2 separate regions of the Rattus norvegicus genome follow, and region 1 is linked to region 2. A link is a contact called in public Hi-C data. All regions are on one chromosome and are shown on one strand. Each heading gives the region's core, a stretch centred on a gene start, on an enhancer-like site or on the middle of the called end of the contact. The rest is flanking DNA. Distances are from core to core; before and after follow the strand shown. Region 1 has its middle 690 kb from the start of Zfp608. Region 2 has its middle 200 kb from the start of Zfp608.

The links. Hi-C and Micro-C count contacts between places; a contact is called where the count stands out from the background.
Region 1: a contact with region 2 is called in a Hi-C map of Schwann cells, with 6 times the contacts expected there. The contact joins two enhancer-like sites.

The regions. Positions count from the first base shown.
Region 1 is chr18:51,290,825-51,297,260 of GRCr8, reverse strand. No RefSeq gene overlaps it. Among named protein-coding and RNA genes, the nearest start is that of Zfp608, 690 kb to the right of the region's middle. Within about 2 kb of position 3,435, at least 30 of the 93 cell types and tissues checked have an H3K27ac peak or open chromatin away from gene starts, as enhancers often do. A contact at or near this core is called in Schwann cells, where this site is marked.
Region 2 is chr18:50,807,904-50,814,662 of GRCr8, reverse strand. No RefSeq gene overlaps it. Among named protein-coding and RNA genes, the nearest start is that of Zfp608, 200 kb to the right of the region's middle. Within about 2 kb of position 1,747, at least 41 of the 93 cell types and tissues checked have an H3K27ac peak or open chromatin away from gene starts, as enhancers often do. A contact at or near this core is called in Schwann cells, where this site is marked.

The DNA.
Region 1 (6,436 bases), core at 2,186-4,685, 480 kb before region 2:
AATGCAATGCAAATGGTTTTCCTATTTTCTGCAATTTTCAAAGCTGTCCCTGCCCCTCTCTGAAACCTCACCAGCATACCCTTCACTGTCTACCTTTTTGACCTATGGTTTCTTTAAAACTTCCATTGCTTACAGCCTTCAAGGCCTTCAGTAAACTGCAGCTCCGAATGCTTCTACGTTTCTTCAGCACACAAGTCCCTAAGCCTCAGAGCCACATGGTCAGCTCCATTACCCTACTTCCTGGCATCAGATTTTTATAGTAGTCGATTTTCTTGTTAGTCTGATAAAACACACTAGAGATGGAATTCTAAAAGAGGGATGACTTTTTGGCCCATGGTTTGAGAAAGTACCATCCGTCATGGCAATGAAGGCATGTCTAGCTCACCATGGCTCACAGTTCTGGCAGTGGGAACATGAAGCTATTGTTTATGTTTGGATGATCAGGGAGAACTTGGCCAGAACTGTGGCTGGGCATCAACCTATAAGACCTGCCTCCCAGAAGCCTACTTTTTCTTGGTTCTACCTCTTTTTTTTTTTAAGATTTATTCATTTATTATATATAAGTACACTGTAGCTGTCTTCAGATACACCAGAAGAGGGCATCAGATCTCTTTACAGATGGTTGTGAGCCACCATGTGGTTGCTGGGAATTGAACTCAGGACCTCTGGAAGAGCAGTCGGGGCTCTTAACCACTGAGCCATCTCTCCAGCCCCCTGGTTCTACCTCTTGATGGTTCTCCAATATCTTCAAACAGCGACAACACTTAGGAATCAAGTTAAAGACACAAGCCTATGGGGAACATTCCACATTCGAACTATAATACCACTTACTACATTTACTTGTTATGAGTTATTCTATCTATCTATCTATCTATCTATCTATCTATCTATCTATCTATCTATCTATCATCTATCTATCATCTATCTATCTATCTATCTATCTATCTATCTATCTATCATCTAACTATCTATCATCTATCTATCTAGTGGGTGTTTGTGTGTGTGTGTGTGTGTGTGTGTGTGTGTGTGTGTGCCTGTGTGTGTTTGTGTGTATTTATGGATGTGTGTGAGGGAGTATGTGTGTTTGTTAGAGGAAATTTTTCTGGAGCTGTTTATTTCCTTCCATTCTGTGGGTTTCAGACACTGAACTCTAAGTTTTTAGGCTTTGCAGAAAGGTCTTTATCTTTTGCACCATCTTCCAGACCAATAGGATTGGTCAATTGACAGAAATTTTTTGTTGTTGTTCTTGCTGTTGTTCCTTGTTTATTTTTAATATCTAGACAGGGTCTTGCTGAGTAGCCTTGACTGTCCTAGAACTTCTGTAGACCTGGTCAGCCTCAAATTCAGAGATTCATTTGTCTCTGTCTCCTAAGTACTGGTATTAAAGGTGTATGCCACCCCCAGCCAGCTAATTGGCATGATTCTTAACTGCTAGTGAAATGGGAAAACTTAATATTATTTACTGATAACTGGAACTTACAGAGTACATTGTCCATGCACTCTCATTTGTTCAAAGTTTTCTACCAGACACTAAAAAGCTGCAAAGAGTTTTGTACACAAAACACAGAATCAGAAGAAGAGCCTGGCGTCCAAATGCCCAGAGTCTTTTTGGGTTCCTTTATGTAAACTCCATGGGAAGTGGTCATCTATAGTACTTAAACAAAATTAGAAGAAAAGTTTTGATATGAAAGGTAGGAATATATAGCAAGGGGAAGGTCAAACATTTAGAAAAGTGGACATTACGTTAAAAAAAGATGAATGTCAACCACACTGGACAGATTTAAGGGAAACTCTTACAGCGCATGTATGAGCCGGGGAAACACACTTCACTGATGCTTTAGCTCACAGACTGCTTTTCTTTTGGACTAGAATGGATTCAAAAATCTTCCCTTTACATATTGCAATCCCATTACCTTTTAATATCCCAATCAAGTCTTTCATAGCTCAATGACTTGCATCATGGATAAGTAGAAAAGACGCACGAGAAATACACAAGAGAGATGTGGGGCTCCTCATTTCAGGTGGGTCAAATCCATGTCCTCCTTTTCGGATGTACTCAGGAGAGTTGAAACTTAACGCAGAGAGCACAACGCGGATGCTTCACTTTTGCATCTTGCTCTATTTTGCCTGCCATTATGTACAACTGTGAAACCTGTCTTACAGCCTTGCTGGGAGGATTATCATGTTCTTGTTGACTCCTAACCTCTATGGTCACCCTAAGCTCAACATTGTGAACATCTATACCCTCCCCTTCTACTTTAGGTCAGTTTCTTGACCTTCGCACGGCCATGCTGCTCTGTTCCTCCTTAAAAATTGTGTCTCCACCAAGTGACTCAAGACACTTACATACATCCCCAAACCCTTACAATTTCATCTTGAATGGTTTGCCCACTTCACTGTCTCCTTTGCATTTACTCTGTCTAGCTTCACTCACTCTCTTGTAGATAGGTCTTGCTGCCTCTGCTATCTCAGTCCAGAGACTATCCATCGACATCATGTTTCTTGGCTCACAGGTTAACTTCAGTGTAGCAGAAACAAACTTTCTATGAAAGAGGTAAGAGTTTTCTTAGCTAAGTCCATGAGTTCCCTTTTCTTGTTTCTGATTCTCTCCCTCCCAGTTTCAGGAGTTAAACCCACAGTCCTGTACAAGCCTCCTTCTATATTCATTCTCTGTGTTATTGCTCCATGATTTTGCCCACACCATTCATTCTTTGCATTTTTTGATTTCATTTTTTGGTCAAATGTCAAGCTATTAATTGTCTCACAAAACCAAAGTCATGCATTACATCCTCTGGAAACAGCTACCCATTCATTCTCTTAGTCAGTCCTGAGAAAAGCCCCTCTGTTTCTGAGACTCACTAATTTCATTGGGATGTTCACTATACATTTTGTGGTCAACGTATACACATTTTTTCCATAATAGCTTTCTGAGTTCTTATTGCCTTTTAAACATGTATCTCTATAACCCAGCACATAATACTTGGCATGTAGTGGGTCCCCAGTAAAAGCGAAATAACCAAAGACAGAGTAAAGTTAGGACCAAATGATGGTGGTCCACCAAAGAATCAAACCACTGTGAAAGACATTTCGTTGTTGAGTAAGGAAAAATTTTCAACCCTCTCACCCCAGGGCAAGCATTACATACCACCGTGTAAAAAATTCTCTCAAAGGTTGCTTCTCATTAGCCAGTGAAATCAGAGACACAGACCATCTTTCCAGCACAGACATCTAATTTTATTTAGAGTTATTATGTACTTTTTTTACCCACAGACAGAAACAGGGTTTTCTCGAAAGGTTGCTAGTGTAGGCTTCAGTGACATTCGGCTCATTGTACTTTGAACAAGCAATGATTCATCTCCCTAGATCTCAACTCTGGGCCTGTTGTAGAGCTAGAGACTGTTCTGAAGTTCCTTTCATGTCCAGCAAGGCTGGCTGAGAACGGACATGAAAGCTGTCTAAACACTCTAATCTATTCCCAAACCTCAGAAATGCAGGCTTCACACTCTCTCTGTTCCTGCTTATGAATCATCAGGCTGACAAGTCAGATTCATAACATTAAACCCCAGCCGATGGGAGTCAGTTTTTCCTGCATCCACTTGTGGAAGGCACGGGGTTCCCTTGCAGATCTGAACTGCTTCTACTAATGTGGATGTAAAGTTAGAAAAGGCTGAAAGATAGCCAGTGTTTATTTCCTTTTCCCTGGGAAGAACACAATTCATTTTTTACCATTGAGAAGTTCTCATCCTGCTTCCTTTAAAGCTGCTTGTTGCGTCATTGTTAAAAAGTCCATTAATATCCCATTATTGAGCTGTTGCTACCCTGGCCTTTATTATAATGAATAATAACTCTCTGTAGCTACAAGGCACTTTCCTTCGTGGATCATCCTGCTTAGCCTAATAAAAGAAATTAATCAAGCTACACCTTTAAGGAAAGCATTAAGCTACTCCATTGCAAACGCAAATTGTCTTTGTTTGCTCCGATTGCAATTGTGTCTAGCTTTCTGAGGAGGCGTGTTAAAAATACCAGGGGAAATTTCAAAGAGGCCGTTACTTAAACAGATTGACATGTCTTTTCTCAAACATCTTTAAAGTGTTTTTGAGATACTGATACAAAGACAGATACACGCTCCTGGAGCACAACAAAGAGATTGGTGTGTGCCTTGTATACGCATGTAAGGGTACCCGTGTCTTGGTGCAGTGCACATTTTCAAACACTACAATAGGACTGGATGGTGATGCTCCACTGGCTCAGCTGAGGTGACCCATGGAAGCCATGGTCTGGAAATATTTCCCGATACCTTACATGGGGTCCTTTCTTCTATGCCCTGTCTTCTCCCTACCATGACTCAATGCATGAAGGAACATAATTACTGCCTTAAATGTATATGTAAAGAATTTCCTAATATCTAATGATATTAGACTCTTTGTAGTATCTGAATTTGCCTTCTGTCCCACCTGCCTGTTTTTCCTACTGATATGTTGTTGGTAGGCTAAGTGCCAGAGTCCATGTGACTCATGAGAATTAAGTCTTGTGAGAGTTCTTCTACAGTAGATGTTCTCCATGAGTAAGCTGCTACACACACACACACACACACACACACACACACACACACGGATGAAGGCACTTGCTGCTAAGCCTGAGACCTGAGTTTGAGCCCCAGAACCCAGATGATGGAAGGAAAGAACTATCTCACAAGTTGTCCTCTGATTTCTACAGGCACTGTGGTGTATGCATGGCTAGGTACATCATACATGGTGGGGAAAAAACTCTAGAGACTAGTTTTCCAGAGGTTAATCCTAATCATTCAGAGATACATGCCTGACTTGTCACAGCAATGTATTTTTATAAAACAGTGTGTAAATATAGACTTAATTTTATTGAAAATGTAATTCCCAATTATGAAAAGGTGGACATGACTAAGACCCACATTTATAGCAGACATTTCTAATTCCCTTATGCAATCCAAACACTCTTCAGTCAAACTAAGTAATTGTTACTCTCCATGGTATAGATACAAAGATGTCAATATTCTAATCTCCAAGTCTTCTAGACATCTAGAATATAAATAAGATGACAAATTCATGTCGTCTAAACTACCACATTATGGTAATTTAAGATACAGCAAAAGAAGACCAGTAACTTCGTTAACAATGACTTAGTTTGAGGTTACTCTTGTACATGCTGGCAACAGTCAGCCTGTCTGGACTTTATACTGGGTCAGCAGGTGTTATTAGTTAGGTGACTAACTAATCACATTTCCATCTTATTTCTGTGACTTACTTTCCTATTCCCTAAAATAGGAGCACCTATAGACTATCACATCATCCAAACACTGAGTTTCTCAGTACACCAAGACAATATAGCACCTATTAGTGCATGAAAAAGGGAGAATTTGCTGCAAGTAGTAATTAGTAATGAGGATTAAGTGGGAACTTTCCTGGCCCCTTGTCTTTGCATGAAGCTTATAGGTGCTAAGTTCATGTATTTCTAGATTTCACATTAATTCTGCTTCTCTGTGGCACGAATCCTGATTTATTTCTGCTCAACTCTTCAGCTCATCTCACAGGAGTTATTTGGCTTCTAGCTCTAACTGATAAACTCAAGTCAGGTCACCTTGGGAGTATCTATTTTGTGTTTGTATTCATTGCATCGGAATCTCTTGACTTTGTCTCCCTGGTTTCCTTAGGAGTGTTTCTCTGGCATCCAAAAGAAAGCACTCACTGACTACAACTAGATCATGAAAAGCACTTAGAATGTTGGCCTTGACACCAAGCAGAGGGTCCGTTTCATTTCCATCCTCAGCCAGTATAAACTCTATGAGGAAACCCTTTCTGCATTGCTGCCCAAAGAGTCCCAGACACCTTGATGAATGCCTGTTGTAACATGTGTTTGTTGTTGTTGTTGTTGTTGTGTGTGTGTGTGTGTGTGTGTGTGTGTGTGTGTGTGTGTGTTTGTGTGCGCGTGCCATTTACTTGGATGGTGGGCTAGGCCACTACCGCACAGTTTGAGAATTGTCATTTTCAGGATAAGTATTTAGTGTTGAGAATTTTGCCTTGCCTGAACATTTACCCATTAAACATGTAAAACTTACATCCCAGATATGATGATTTTGTTTTTCAGTCAGAAAAATTGTAATGTCGTGGACTTTATTTGAACACATCTGCTGCTTATTCCTTTCTAAATACCTTGCTCTTCAGTCCTCTGGATTCATTCTCAAACGTTCAATGCTGTTAGCCTAAGAAACTTTGGAGATGTGACAGCTGGGAATACACAGAGGGAGACAAGCACCACCCTGCGCTAGTTCAGAGCTAAGGATCTGGAAGCTGAGTCTATAGCCAGCGTCCCCCCAAAGTTAAAGAGTTAGGGGGTTAGAGAAATCACTTTCATCTGAGGAAGTGATTTGCGGTTATAAATGAATTTCACTTAATTCTTTCAT
Region 2 (6,759 bases), core at 498-2,997:
GTTTAGCCAATATCAGTCAGTCCTGATTTATTTGCTTAATACAAAATCTAATTGAGTTTCAGGCTGCTTTCCTCTCAGCTGTTAACCGACCAAGTACATCTTTAATTTCCAAGAGCGATGGCGTGCTAGCCATAGAGAGGAAGAACGATCTGCAGCCGGCCCCAGAAGGGTGCCAAAACTCTTCACGCTTTAAACAACAGCCTTTATTATTCTGTAAGTGGATGTGTTGAATTTTCATGCTTTTGTTTCGAGTTCAGTCCTGACAGCAAAGAATAAAGTAGATTTTGCCAGCACCCCTGCTGTGCCCTGGGGGAGAAATTCAATGTGACTCATTTGTCTTAATTGGAGACCCGCCTTCAGCACCAGCTTCTTCTATGAATACATTAGCATAACAGACAAAATCCAAGCCTACTTTTGTAGCAATAGGCCCCCCACCCCTACACACACACACACACACACACACACACACACACATACTTTTTTTTTTAAAGACTAATAAAATCTGCAAGTGAAGTGGGTTTGGTCTCCTGGATTCCTTAGACTTGTGCTTGTAAAATTCATCAAGCTTGTTCTATCTCGGTGCTGTTATTAGAGCCAGTCATGAAGAATGTGATAAATATCGCACATGACAGCAAGCTGAAGGCCTCTCTTTATTCTTCATAATGTGCTAATCCCACAGCCTTGTTCTTTGACTGGTTATGCAGCTTTTTCCGTGGGGAGAGTTGGTTTTACACAGACGTGGCGACTGTGGAGCTGTTCTGAACGAGTGGGGAGGGGGCAGGGGACTTAGTGGCGAAAGAAAAATCCTTACTTAGGTGAATTTATTAACAGTAAAACAAATGTGGTTGTCTCCTTCAAGCCAGGATGTTAAACTCTTGCCAGTTTATGGGAGAAATATTCAATTTGTCTTCAGGTTTTTCATATGACAAAAGGGCTCCGTGTCTGGACAAACAGCCTGGCTGCTTAAATCATTTCCTTGCCCAGATCCCTCTCTATCAGATTGAACTAATGGAATTTAAAGGTGGCTATTTCAAAGGAAATATTTCCTCCCCATGTTCCCTGGGCCAGAGTTAATTCTTTGAGCACATCTGTTCACCTTGTTTGCCTCGGCCAGTGTGTGAAGGAGATGAAAAGCGAGGAAAAAAAGTATCCCCCCCCCCAAGAAAAAAAAAATATATCCTGGAAGTGTATCTGCCTCTCAAAAATTACCTAACAAATCTCTATCTGTCTCTGTCTCTTTCTCTCTCCTTCCGTCCCTTCCCCACTCTCTCTACCTCCCCCAACACCTCCCTCCCTCCCTTTGCCCCCACTTTCCTTGTCTGCAACTAACATTCACCACCTCATTTCCTAGAATGCTTCCAGGAATTTCAAATAAGATAGGGTATTGGGTCTGTGGGTCTGTGCGCTTTTGTTCTTGCTGTAAAGCACTTGTTTTGTTTTGCATTATTCTGTATGCCCACTTAAAAATTAAATACAGTTTGAGTCAAGTCCTCCCGGGTAAAGAGAAGGCAAAATCATTTTTGGAATAATAATGAGGAGATACAGAAATTCTTATGACCCAGAGAGAATCAATTCTTCCTTCTATGTAAATCCCAACAGGAGTTTTGCCACATTTAAAAGCTGAGATGGCTTCCTAAGAAGCTTCCAGGGAAAACAGAGACTGAGGCTGGCACCTCCCACCCCTGGCATTCTCCTCAACCCAATAAACAATTGACAGGCTGTGCTGAGGCAGTGTGTGTCAGGAACTGGGAAAGAAAGGTTTGCTTTCTTGTGTAAATGAATATAAAAGGAATCACTTGGCTTGATCGGTCCTGTAAGAGGCCGTCAGCTGGCCACTTTATTGCTTGTACCGTTTACATTACAAGAGTCACAAGCAGGTTAAGGGGTTTATCTGATAATTCTCCTTGCTTTCTAAACAAACATTCTAGCCACAGGGAAAGTTTTTTTAATCACCCAACTCCTCCAGTAACTCACACCCTGTCCTGTCTGGGCCAGGAGGAGAAGAGTCATTTTCTGGGAATCCATTTTCTCACTCCCGTCATCTCAAACTCCTTGTTGTATGATGGTAGGCTTCTAGCAGTGTCCAGATATTATAAGGAATGAGAAATGAGAGGCGAGAAGACAGAAGTGAGGGCTGGGGCGAAAGGTTTTCCTGGGAGGTTGTTGCTGGGATCATTATATATAATTTACAATTGAAGAGGTTTCTTAACATTGGGAGTGATACCCGTTCATTATATCAAGGTGAGGAAGTTCCAATACCAATAAAAATAAATACATAAAAGCCACTGCTGTGAGAACCCTATGGCAGAAACACAGACAAACGTGTGTCTTTCCACAGTGTCAGAATTTCACTGAACAACAATACATTCACTAGGATTAGCAGTGTCAGTGCTCTGTAGCCTCGCTGAGGTGAATCGAGACTCTTTATTCCAATCTTAGTTACTAGTATTGTCTTTTACTTCCCACACTATGGAGTAAATACACACACACACACACACACACACACACACACACACACACATCTATTTGTGTGTGCATGAGGTAGTGGATGGATGCTTGCCAAAGAACGACAGCAGAATTCATACTTTTCCAAGTGGGCTGAGAAAGTATGTATTGATAGGGGGACAAACCAGACCAGTCTCCAGTGGGGACTGGGCCTGGAACTGTTGGAATCTGGTCTGTGAGAGAAGGTACAGGATTCATCAGAAGGGTTGAAGGCTGAATGTGATCAAGAAAACAATCAGGAGCTTGAGACAGTAAATCTGTTCCAGGTGCAAATGGACAGGCAGGAAGTGCCCGGTAGACTGTGTCAACATCTGGAGGGTACAGAAGTCAGGGAGTCCTTGTTTGGAGACTCCAGGTATGAGATGTTCAGTCATGATTTTCATGTTGGATATCCACCACTTTATTGATCAGGTAAATGAGTTACCCTTGTTCCTTGGTCTAGTGTGCCTAGTAAATTCTTGGGGCTGGACTATATGCCCACATGTTCCCACAGTTTCAATTCTATTCCATAGATTTATAGGGTGGCTCACTGTGTATTTCAGGAATAAATCATCTCTCAGTCCGTGCTGGAGGATGCTGGACAGATGGTATAGTTTTTGCCTCCACCCATGAGCTACCGACTCAAAAGCTACCTCGTGAAGTGGGGTTTCCTAGTACAGTGCACGACCTAAAAGACATCCATCCATACAATATGTAGTAACTTAGGGTAGGGCATAGCCTGATCTCAACAGCCATGCATGGATGTTTCTTTATAGTGCTCTGGTTTCTGAGAAATACCCAGAATTTGTCACAGACACAAACAAATTTATATTTTAAAAAGCATCAATGGCGTGTGGCTCTGTGGGATAGCACTTGCCTGGTAAGTAGCAAGACTCTAGGTTCCATCACCTAGCGCTGCGAAAATAAACTCCTGATGCATGTAATAATGCAAAGACTCTCTGCTTGACTAGGTCGGGCTCCTGCATGCTTTGTTTTTAATTAAACCCTGTCCTTCAAAACGGCAACCAACAGATTGGGAAAAGATCTTTACCAATCCTACAACAGATAGAGGCCTTATATCCAAAATATACAAAGAACTCAAGAAGTTAGACCGCAGGGAAACAAATAACCCTATTAAAAAATGGGGTTCAGAGCTAAACAAAGAATTCACAGCTGAGGAATGCCGAATGGCTGAGAAACACCTAAAGAAATGTTCAACATCTTTAGTCATAAGGGAAATGCAAATCAAAAACAACCCTGAGATTTCACCTCACACCAGTGAGAATGGCTAAGATCAAAAACTCAGGGGACAACAGATGCTGGCGAGGATGTCGAGAAAGAGGAACACTCCTCCATTGTTGCTGGGATTGCAGACTGGTACAACCATTCTGGAAATCAGTCTGGAGGTTCCTCAGAAAATTGGACATTGAACTGCCTGAGGATCCAGCTATACCTCTCTTGGGCATATACCCACAAGATGCCCCAACATATAAAAAAGACACGTGCTCCACTATGTTCATTGCAGCCTTATTTATAATAGCCAGAAGCTGGAAAGAACCCAGATGCCCTTCAACAGAGGAATGGATACAGAAAATGTGGTACATCTACACAACGGAATGTTACTCAGCTATCAAAAACAATGACTTTATGAAATTCGTAGGCAAATGGTTGGAACTGGAAAATATCATCCTAAGTGAGGTAACCCAATCACAGAAAAACACACATGGTATGCATTCATTGATAAGGTGATATTAGCCCAAAAGCTTGAATTACCCTAGATGCCTAGAACAAATGAAACTCAAGACGGATGATCAAAATGTGAATGCTTCACTCCTCCTTTAAAAGGGGAATAAGAATACCCGTGGCACACTAAAATCAGGGACTAGACAAGGCTGCCCACTCTCTCCCTACTTATTCAATATAGTTCTTGAAGTTCTAGCCAGAGCAATCAGACAACAAAAGGAGATCAAGGGGATACAGATCGGAAAAGAAGAGGTCAAAATATCACTATTTGCAGACGACATGATAGTATATTTAAGTGATCCCAAAAGTTCCACCAGAGAACTACTAAAGCTGATAAACAACTTCAGCAAAGTGGCTGGGTATAAAATTAACTCAAATAAATCAGTTGCCTTCCTCTATACAAAAGAGAAACAAGCCGAGAAAGAAATTAGGGAAACGACACCCTTCATAATAGACCCAAATAATATAAAGTACCTCGGTGTGACTTTAACCAAGCAAGTAAAAGATCTGTACAATAAGAACTTCAAGACACTGAGGAAAGAAATTGAAGAAGACCTCAGAAGATGGAAAGATCTCCCATGCTCATGGATTGGCAGGATTAATATAGTAAAAATGGCCATTTTACCAAAAGCAATCTACAGATTCAATGCAATCCCCATCAAAATACCAATCCAATTCTTCAAAGAGTTAGACAGAACAATTTGCAAATTCATCTGGAATAACAAAAAACCCAGGATAGCTAAAGCTATCCTTAACAATAAGAGGACTTCAGGGGGAATCACTATCCCTGAACTCAAGCAGTATTACAGAGCAATAGTGATAAAAACTGCATGGTATTGGTACAGAGACAGACAGATAGACCAATGGAATAGAATTGAAGACCCAGAAATGAACCCACACACCTATGGTCACTTGATTTTTGACAAAGGAGCCAAAACCATCCAATGGAAAAAAGATAGCATTTTCAGCAAATGGTGCTGGTTCAACTGGAGGGCAACATGTAGAAGAATGCAGATCGATCCATGCTTATCACCCTGTACAAAGCTTAAGTCCAAGTGGATCAAGGACCTCCACATCAAACCAGACACACTCAAACTAATAGAAGAAAAACTAGGGAAGCATCTGGAACACATGGGCACTGGAAAAAATTTCCTGAACAAAACAGCAATGGCTTATGCTCTAAGATCAAGAATCGACAAATGGGATCTCATAAAACTGCAAAGCTTCTGTAAGGCAAAGGACACTGTGGTTAGGACAAAACGGCAACCAACAGATTGGGAAAAGATCTTTACCAATCCTACAACAGATAGAGGCCTTATATCCAAAATATACAAAGAACTCAAGAAGTTAGACCGCAGGGAAACAAATAACCCTATTAAAAAATGGGGTTCAGAGCTGAACAAAGAATTCACAGCTGAGGAATGCCGAATGGCTGAGAAACACCTAAAGAAATGTTCAACATCTTTAGTCATAAGGGAAATGCAAATCAAAACAACCCTGAGATTTCACCTCACACCAGTGAGAATGGCTAAGATCAAAAACTCAGGTGACAGCAGATGCTGGCGAGGATGTGGAGAAAGAGGAACACTCCTCCATTGTTGGTGGGATTGCAGACTGGTACAACCATTCTGGAAATCAGTCTGGAGGTTCCTCAGAAAATTGGACATTGAACTGCCTGAGGATCCAGCCATACCTCTCTTGGGCATATACCCAAAAGATGCCTCAACATATAAAAGAGACACGTGCTCCACTATGTTCATCGCAGCCTTATTTATAATAGCCAGAAACTGGAAAGAACCCAGATGCCCTTCAACAGAGGAATGGATACAGAAAATGTGGTACATCTACACAATGGAATATTACTCAGCTATCAAAAACAACGACTTTATGAAATTCGTAGGCAAATGGTTGGAACTGGAAAATATCATCCTGAGTGAGCTAACCCACTCACAGAAAGACATACATGGTATGCACTCATTGATAAGTGGCTATTAGCCCAAATGCTTGAATTACCCTAGATCCCTAGAACAAAGGAAACTCAAGACGGATGATCAAAATGTGAATGCTTCACTCCTTCTTTAAATGAGGAAAAAGAATACCCTTGGCAGGGAAGGGAGAGGCAAAGATTAAAACAGAGACTGAAGGAACACCCATTCAGAGCCTGCCCCACAAGTGGCCCACACATATACAGCCACCCAATTAGACAAGATAGATGAAGCAAAGAAGTGAAGGCCGACAGGAGCCGGATGTAGATCGCTCCTGAGAGACACAGCCAGAATACAGCAAATACAGAGGCGAATGCCAGCAGCAAACCACTGAACTGAGAATAGGTCCCCCGTTGAAGGAATCAGAGAAAGAACTGGAAGAGCTTGAAGGGGCTCGAGACCCCATATATACAACAATGCCAAGCAACCAGAGCTTCCAGGGACTAAGCCACTACCTAAAGACTATACGTGGACTGACCCTGGACTCTGACCTCATAGGTAGCAATGAATAGTCTAGTAAGAGCACCAGTGGAAGGAGAAGCCCTGG